Regions from separate parts of the Mus musculus genome. Here regions 1 and 2 are each linked to region 3. A link is a contact called in public Hi-C and promoter capture Hi-C data. All regions are on one chromosome and are shown on one strand. Each heading gives the region's core, a stretch centred on a gene start, on an enhancer-like site or on the middle of the called end of the contact. The rest is flanking DNA. Distances are from core to core; before and after follow the strand shown.

Region 1 (2,700 bases), core at 126-2,625, 1.4 Mb before region 3:
TTACGGGTCAGGTCAACGGATCGCTGGCCTCCAGGTTTATGACGCCTAACTCCAAACTAGAAAGATACCTAGAGGCCTATAATTTGTCAGCTCCTGCCCTAAACCCCTCTCCTCAACCCTCTCTGCCTGAAGATAAATGGAGCCTGAAAAAAAAAAAAAAAAAAAACAGTTTACCTGGCCACCTTCTTCTGGTTTTGCTAACTTACCAAATAAGTCATTCTCTTTGTCCCCACTCTTTCTAAAATATTCAGGTCCCTTTCCAAGTGGAAAGCACATGAACTTGGATTCTGTACTGGGAACAGTGAGAACCTTTCAGGAACGAATACTCCCAAGAGTGGGGGGTTAGAAACATTACAATAGGGCTGACAAGGTAAAAGGTCAACAAGAACTACAATCCGATTTCAACTCCTAGGTCCTAAGTGGTGCAAGGAGAAAACTGAGTCACACAGGTAATCAGCTGATCTTCTCACGTGCGCCTGGGGCTTAAGGGAGCACACACAGACACCTCTTAGAGGCTTCATCCATAGCACGTGGAGTTTCTGCAAACGGGGGAGACAACCCAGCATGCCCTTGAAATAACTACAAACTGGGGAGGGTTCTTGCAACCAGCTCTGGCCGAAAATTACACTTCAAAACCTAAGTTCCCAGCGTTGTTAGGTCTGCCTCCAGCGCTTCCATGAACTGGCACCGCTAGACGCTCCTAGAGGCCTAGGTGAAAAGGAAGACTAAGGCTGGGCTCCCACCAGACTCCACTAGCCCCAAATACGGAGCTGCAGACCAGCAAACGGGCTGGGTCGATCCCAACGCTAAAGTCTTTCAGAGCGAGACTCAAACAAAGAGAAGCACGCAGGCAGGAGACTGCCCAGCTGAGCTCCCGCCCTTCCCGGGCTGGGGGGCGGGAGAACTGGGGGGAGGGGGGGATTCGCTGCTTCTTTGCGCACGCGTAGACTCCGACCTGGGACCCACCCGCGGTCCCGCACGTCTTCTTCCGGGAGGGCGCTGTGCGCAGGCTCCACGCGCATGCTCAGCAGCCGTGCCACCTTACCTGTTACAGGGATCGGCTCGGTGCGTCCCGGCAAGGCTTCCTCTGCGGAGATGACTTTCGAAGCTGAGTCGCCCATCCTCCGTACCGGGTTGGCGCTAGAGAGGAGCTGGAGAGCCCTTCTAGAGGCGGAGAGCATGGGCGGCGTGTCCGTCTCGCGGGGCAGACCTCCAGGCCTGGCTGTCTCTGAGGGACAAAGTTCCCAGAGTACGTGAAGCCGCGCGGGCCAAAATTGATGCTGGCTGGGCGCCACCGCGGGAGGTCAGAGTTGCTGCCGTTTCTCCACCTCCGCAGCCAGGGTTCCGGGTGCGATGTACTCACTCAACCACAAAGTAGAAAAGGGAAATCAATGTGTGTGCATAAAAAGGCAGCGAGCTAGAAGAAAGGCAGACCTATAAGAGGATGGCTAGATGGACAGCTAGGAAATTTGTCTATTTCTATCGGAACCATCTTGATAAGTCACATCGATCCAAAGTGAAACCAAAGCACAATTCTCAACACCACAAAGGATCAAGTACTCAACATGAAATATAAACATATAGTGTGTGTACGTGTATAAATGTATAAATACATTCTTCAGCGCATCTCACAGCCCATAAAGTAAACAATGTAGGCACAAATACATTGTTAAACGCTTTATGTGAATGAAGTTAATGGTGAAGTTGGACCAGACGGACTTCAGAAATTATGAGAGAATATTCCTAAACTGAATCTCTAGCCTTAATCTTTAGGTGGCTAGGACCAGATGAGTGATTTCAGAGGTCCTGTATGAGATTTTTGATTTACACACTGCCAAAATGGGCGGGTAGTCTCACATGAAGGAAGGAACTGAGGATTAGCGCCCACAGGGATTTGAAGCTTTGAAGCTAAGCTTCTCCGTGGGTTTAGTTACCACTTTGTGTTCATGTGGGACTGTAATATAAGGACTAGGATTAGTGTACTGCATAGAATGTTGCCAGACACACAACGTTAAACAGATTAAGGTGTTTGTCTTATAATGTAAAAGTCTCCTGGGCCAACTTGTTCTCAACAGTTTACTTGTGGCTTGCTTTTGCTGTGACATTATGCCAAGCAGGTTCTTTCTACGAGGCCTTGCCTGAAACCATCCCAAGATCCAAGATGTCCCGTCCAGGCTTGAAGAGGGCCTGGTCACTAAAAAAAAATGTGTTAAAAAAAATTGTACTTGTAATTTACTGCCCTTTGACACACAGTGACTTGCTTTTTCTGTTTTGTGGTTGACAGAACAAGGGTCATGCAAGAAAAACTTCGTAACTAAATACTGTGTAACGGAAGAATTTGTAATGTTAAGGGAAACTGCTTGTGTAATGTTAGGTATCCCAGAACCACAGTCCATAATATTTAGTATGTAAGATATATATATATATATATATATACACACACACACACACACACATTTCTACTTACCTACCAAGGGGAAATGAGTTTAAAAAAATAAAGTAAAAGCATTGTTTAGAGTTTTATTATTCAGAGTAGTGGGTCTCTTACTAAAGTTTCTTTCCTGCCTTGTGGTCCTAGAAATCCAACTCAAAACACCAAGCTTGGTGGCAGGCACTTTTACCTGCTGAGCCATCTCTCTGGCCCCACTTTAAACATTTTGAGGGTTCTGTGTACACTGTTTAAATGTTTTCAATGATCCT
Region 2 (2,700 bases), core at 194-2,693, 1.0 Mb after region 3:
ACAAGGAACAAAGCTGCCTACAGTTTATGTTGTTTCTCCTAACTGCTAGGAGCCTCATTAATCTTGAAATGAACCTCAGAATCATACAAGGAGCCCCTAGGAAAATATCCCCATGACTATATTTTCTAAAGTTATATTTTGAGTAGATTGGACAGAGAAAGGCTCTAACTCAGGGCCTTGTGCTTGCTGGGCAAGCATCTCTTGTGTAGGCACGCCCTCATCCTCTGAAGTTGTTCCTTCCTCTCCATCATTCTTCATCCTTCCTCCCTAATCCATACCTTTGTCCTATGTGCCTCCTATACTGTGTGGTGCAACTCAGCCCCGAGCCTGGCGGGAGGGTAGATCTCTTTTCTTTCTTTCTTTCTTTCTTTCTTTCTTTCTTTCTTTCTTTCTTTCTTTCTTTCTTTCTTTGTACTCACAGTGCTAAGAACTTGTGACAGAGTCTTGCTGACAGCTCACCCTTGTAAAGAGTGCAGCAGGAGAGCTTTATGTTTTGAAAAGATGGCTTGTGGAGATGAATGGAGTAGAGATAACACCCACCCTGGCTTTATAAGGTGCTTATGCCAGGAAGTGGGGTGGTGAGCTGAAGGCTGTCAATCTGATGCTCCAGGGTGACTAGCTAGCTGCTCTCAGTTCCTCAGTAGTTTGCCCAATACAGTATCTGTCCAGACCCAGCCCTCCAAGGTTCTTAGTTTCATTTTCCTTCCATGTGGAAAGCTGAAGTGACCATTTCTGCTTCTGAGGCGCTGCGGAAGCCCAACATTGAGAATATCACAGGGAAGGGACACTCGGAAACAAAATGCTGACGGGAAGATCGGAATCTAGATGTGGCCAAGAAGAAAACCGCAACACCCCCCTGAGCCATTGCGGCCAGTTACCCAGAGCTGCAGCCTCCGTCCGATGTGGTCTGCAGAGGTTAGGATGACACAGCGGCCAAGAGAAGGAGCAGGGATCCTGGGTTGCCAAAACCAAAAGGCTCTGACCAGGGTGCTGGGCTGCAGATGGGTGCAGGCAAGGATGACTGCTTTTCTGACTATGAAACCCCAAAGGGCCCAGATTGCCAAAGGACAGCTAAGCAGACATACATGAGACCAGACCAGCTACCACCTTCCATGGGTGCATCTTTTGGGTGTGGCTCAGTGAGGATCATCAGAACAGTCATAGACTACTTTTACCAGAACTGGGCCATATGAACTACCCGCCCCCTTTGGGCTCTGAAAGGGTCCTGAAGATCCCCTGACTACATGAGGCCAAGACGGGTATTGGGACACAAAGGAAATCAGGGTATTCCACAGAAGCAAACAGAATCGAGCTTTCTCTTCCAGCCTCCAGTTGGCACAGACACCACCCAAAGGATCTCAGGATTACACACACTGCACCCTGGTATGTGTGAATACAGAATGTCCTTGAGGTCTCTGTCCCTGATGGAGACACCCAGACCTAGCTGGCCTTCCTGTCTCAGGTCTTCCCCCTGGTGGCCAATGAAGAGTATGCACATAGTTCACTCCTTTATCCTGGAGCATTGGGGTTTCACACTGGGAGAGGGCTTTTAAGTCCCAGTGATATGAGCCAGTCTGCCCACCAATTATCTGACCCTGCCTCCACCCTCAGGGCCTGAATCTTCCACAGCTGAGTTCAGCAAGATTATTTTCCTCTGTGCACTGAGCCACAGGACCAAACCTTCTATTTCTGAAAGTGGAAACCAAGAAACTGAGCTAGCAGGAAGCTTTCACCCCTACTGAGAACTTCCTCTCCTCTCCAAAGTGCAGTGTGGCCTGCTCTTTCATTCTACAAAAGAGGGCTAAACATCACTGCTAGCTTTCCGCTTCTCTGGCTTTCAATATCAATCCAATCGGATGCAATGTCACTGTGCAGCTAATAAGGTAGGAACCAGCATCTATGGAGAACAGACTGACACCGTCAGTCATGGTGCTGAGACCTTGAACACATAATCCATGTGCAGGTCTGGCTCAGTGGGAGAGTTGGCTCCCAAAATGCAACGTCCTGAATTTGACCCCCAACAAAGTTCAAATTCAATACCAAAAAAAAAAAAAAAAAAAACAATACAAATCTTTCATCTTTCCCCAAGCCCTACCAGGGCTTCCCATCCTATCATATAGATGGAGAAAGTGAAGCCCAAAGAGGCCTCAAATAAAGCACAGCTTCTTGCTGGAGCAAGAGAAATATTCAAATCCAAGAACCCCTTAGTTCAGCAAGCCTGTTGTCTTCATGATAAAGCACTTGATTTGGAGAACTCAGGCTCTGCCTTGTATGGGAGCAAGGTTTGGCTGATCTACCTGACATCTCTGTCTTCACTGATTTCTATCCTTGACCCCCCACTCCAAAACACTTTCCCTTATCCCCCAAATCCATCCCTTTCTTGTCTTATTTCTCCCTGCCCCCAACTAAAACCAGTTTCTCCGGGCAGCCTTGGACTTCCGGTCATGAGAACCAGCACAGATGGATACCAACGTTTAAATGAAACAGTGCTTAGTGTTTCTCCCCACTGGAAGGATAACGTTCACCTCATAGGCCTGTGGAGGTCTAGATGCACAGTGAGTATATCTATCAATACATTCAGGGCACAATGGACAAAAACAGATGGCGAAATCCCCCACTGGCCCAACATTCTTAAATCTTCACTATTCATCAGAATTACAGAATTACCAGAGTCTGGCCTACGTTTGCATGCAAGACAGC
Region 3 (2,700 bases), core at 125-2,624:
TTAAAAGCTCACCCTGAGGAAAGACTGAGAAAATGTTGCACTGGGATCCCAAACATCCAGTGTAGTATCCGGCCAACTAAAAAAGACTTTCTATTGGTTTAAACCCATGTTGGAGCAGTCTTCTCTGGTGGATAGCCTACAACATTGACCAGCACCAGGAAACCCAGAATGATAGTGGGTTTTGTAAAGTGAAAGAATTAGAACAATAGTGGAAACTGCTTAGTGGGAGACTCTGGCTAGTTTCTTCTTTTGAGAGAGTTAAAGCCAAAGAGGGGACATTTTTACCATCAGGTTCTACTTGCCTAGAATTTCCTGCTCTATGAAAGACTAGGCTCTCCAGGGACGGTAAAACTCCTTTTCTGTAGCCCTTTTGTGTGGTCTGACTTTTGGAGCTTGTTGGAGGGATACAGCCCGAAATGGACTCTCATATTTTTTCTTTATCAGAAATAAGAAAAACTTCCAAGTCAAACCTAGGAAGGCTGTGGAATTTTGTAAATTTATAGCAAGAGGTTCTGAACTTCAGAAGTTTGGTATTTGTTCAGTCTTGTAGGTAATAAGGAGCAGACATTAGATTTAAAGGAACAAAAAATAGCCCTACTCGGAATCCCAAAAAAGGAGAGTGTCTCTGGGTAGTAACAGTAACAATTCATTTGAGAACCTTCTGTCCTCGATGCAATTTAGTTCATTGTTTGACTGGGCAAGACAGTGCAGCATTTCTTCCATCTTGTATTCTTGCTGAGGCCATCTCAGGCTTAGATAGGGTTTGATGAACATTACCTAACTCTATTCTGACTAGTTTGGTCAAGTCAACAAACAAAAAACACAACAAAACCCTCACCTATGTCAAGTAATGGGAGAATGAGTTTATTTAAAAATTGGTTCTTGGGGCTGGTTAGATGGCTCAGTGGGTAAGAAAGAGCACTGACTGCTCTTCCGAAGGCCCGGAGTTCAAAACCCAGCAACCACATGGTGGCTCACTATCGTCCGTAATGAGATCTGATGTCCTCTTCTGGTGTGTCTAAAGACAGCTACAGTGTACTTACGTATAATAATAAATAAATCTTTTAAAAAAATTGGTTCTTACTGAGTGCCTCCTGAGGAAATGGTTACAGGGACCCTTAACCATGCATGAAAAAGGCAGTTTCTGCACGCATGGAGCCCATATTGGGTTGAGTGGGAAGACATAAAAAGCGATGACCAACTCTCGTGTCCACTTAGTAGAGCCTCTGAAAATAAAGTCTGCCCTTAGTATTTTTTCTTTATGACTTCAAACAAGATGTATTTCCCCAGCTAATTTCTTTCAACCAGACGCTTGAGCGGAATCCTCAAAATCCCCGGGACACCTGCTCTTCCGCCAACACCCTTCCCTTCGCCAGGACTAAAGATGGCGCTGACAGGACGGCGTTGTGACGCGACGGCACGTCCGCCGGAAGTGTCCTGAGGAGAGCCTGGAAGCCGGCTCACCCTCGCGCCGGCGGTATCTCAAGCTTCGCGTTTTGAGTAGGAGTCGCCACTCTTCTACCAGGATCATGGTGTTCTACTTCACCAGCAGCAGCGGTGAGTGACGCCGGGGCCCCTGCTTCCAAAGCCGGCATTCCCCAGCCGCCGCGCTGGGCTTGGACTTAGTCCTGAACCGCGTCCTTCCGCGGGCACCTCTCCCAGAGCCTTCTGGTTCCCTGCTTGGCCGTCCCCTCGGCTGCCTGGTCGTCCCCTGGCCCCGGTGGTCGCGGCGGGAATGCGCCCCCGCTTTCTTTATACCCGGTAATCATTCTCGTCCCCACTTGACAGACCCGCCAACGCTTCCTGGACGTGTGTGCGTTCCAGCCTAGTCCCCCACGTCCCCGTCGCAAGCCTTTGCCCTAGCGTTCTGCCCGCACCTTGGAGCGATGCTTGACCAGTGCGACAGGTGCCAGCAGATGTCTCCTGCAGGAAGAGTAGCTTGCCCTCCTACGCAGGGAGGGCCTGGGGTGCCGCGGAGAGCAATCGGAGGGCTGGAATGTTAGTACAGCCCCTCCCTGGGCAGAGGTGATGGTCCAGTGGACGTCTGCTAAGGCTACTGGGTTGGTTTTGGAAGGCCAGAAAGAGCTGTTTCGGTTTCCAGGAAATGCCGCGTCAACTTAGTTTCTCTGCCCATATTGTCCAGAATCAATTTCTAATTTTAAACTCTCACCCCATTAAAATAGCGCTTGCCTTTTTGAAGACACTGTGTGAGACCCAGTTTCCTCGTCAAGATAAAATATGCATTTCTTTCTGGACCCCCCTTAACATTCCTTTAGGACTGCTCTCATGTGGTATTAAAAGGTGTCTGCTTGAGCTACCGGGCAGGTCTCTTGAGGGGCAGTCTGTCTTGTCTCCTTAGCATAGTGCCCTACTTACACAGTTGGCTGCTGTGTTGATTTTTGCCCCTTCTTGAGACAGTGAGTGGCTCAGGTTGCTTCAAACATAGACTCTCCTGCCTGAAGGCTCCCTGACGTTGGCATTACTTTCTAGGTCCCCAGATCTGGAGTTATTGTTTGGTGGTTTTGTCTCTTAGTACTTTTTAGTTTGTTTATTTTTGAGACAGGATCTCATTATGTAGCCCTTGGCTGGCCTAGAACTCACAGTGTAGATCAGGCTGGCTTTGAATTCATGCTACCCTCTGCTCTGCCTCCCCAGTGCCGGGATTAAAGGCATGTACTACCTAGCCTTTCATGATACTTT

The links. Promoter capture Hi-C pulls out the DNA fragments that hold promoters and counts their contacts. Hi-C and Micro-C count contacts between places; a contact is called where the count stands out from the background.
Region 1: a promoter capture Hi-C map of pre-B cells shows a contact between it and region 3, with 2.5 times the contacts expected there. The contact joins the promoter of Msra here to the promoter of Ccdc25 in region 3. A contact is called at or near these places in 3 of 39 promoter capture datasets (the C10 cell line, neutrophils and pre-B cells), 1 of 484 Hi-C or Micro-C datasets (CD4 T cells) and 1 of 9 other capture datasets (liver).
Region 2: a contact with region 3 is called in a Hi-C map of CD8 T cells, with 3 times the contacts expected there. The contact joins the enhancer-like site here to the promoter of Ccdc25 in region 3. A contact is called at or near these places in 3 of 39 promoter capture datasets (the C10 cell line and pre-B cells), 5 of 484 Hi-C or Micro-C datasets (CD4 T cells, CD8 T cells, double positive thymocytes and 1 more), 4 of 115 datasets of contacts at active chromatin or transcription factors (Th17 cells, large pre-B cells, pro-B cells and 1 more) and 1 of 9 other capture datasets (liver).

What each region holds. Positions count from the first base shown.
Region 1 is chr14:64,439,665-64,442,364 of GRCm38.p6, forward strand. Msra (methionine sulfoxide reductase A) reads right to left here and starts at 1,376. Exons shown (of 6, transcript NM_001253712.1): 1 at 1,046-1,376. The coding sequence starts at 1,181.
Region 2 is chr14:66,872,083-66,874,782 of GRCm38.p6, forward strand. The region is part of intron 1 of Dpysl2 (dihydropyrimidinase-like 2); the gene reads right to left. Among named protein-coding and RNA genes, the nearest start is that of Gm5464, 4.6 kb to the left of the region's middle. Within about 2 kb of position 1,444, at least 55 of the 459 cell types and tissues checked have an H3K27ac peak or open chromatin away from gene starts, as enhancers often do. A contact at or near this core is called in CD8 T cells, pro-B cells and regulatory T cells, where this site is marked.
Region 3 is chr14:65,835,928-65,838,627 of GRCm38.p6, forward strand. It overlaps Ccdc25 (coiled-coil domain containing 25), which reads left to right and starts at 1,375. Exons shown (of 9, transcript NM_145944.5): 1 at 1,375-1,557. The coding sequence starts at 1,530.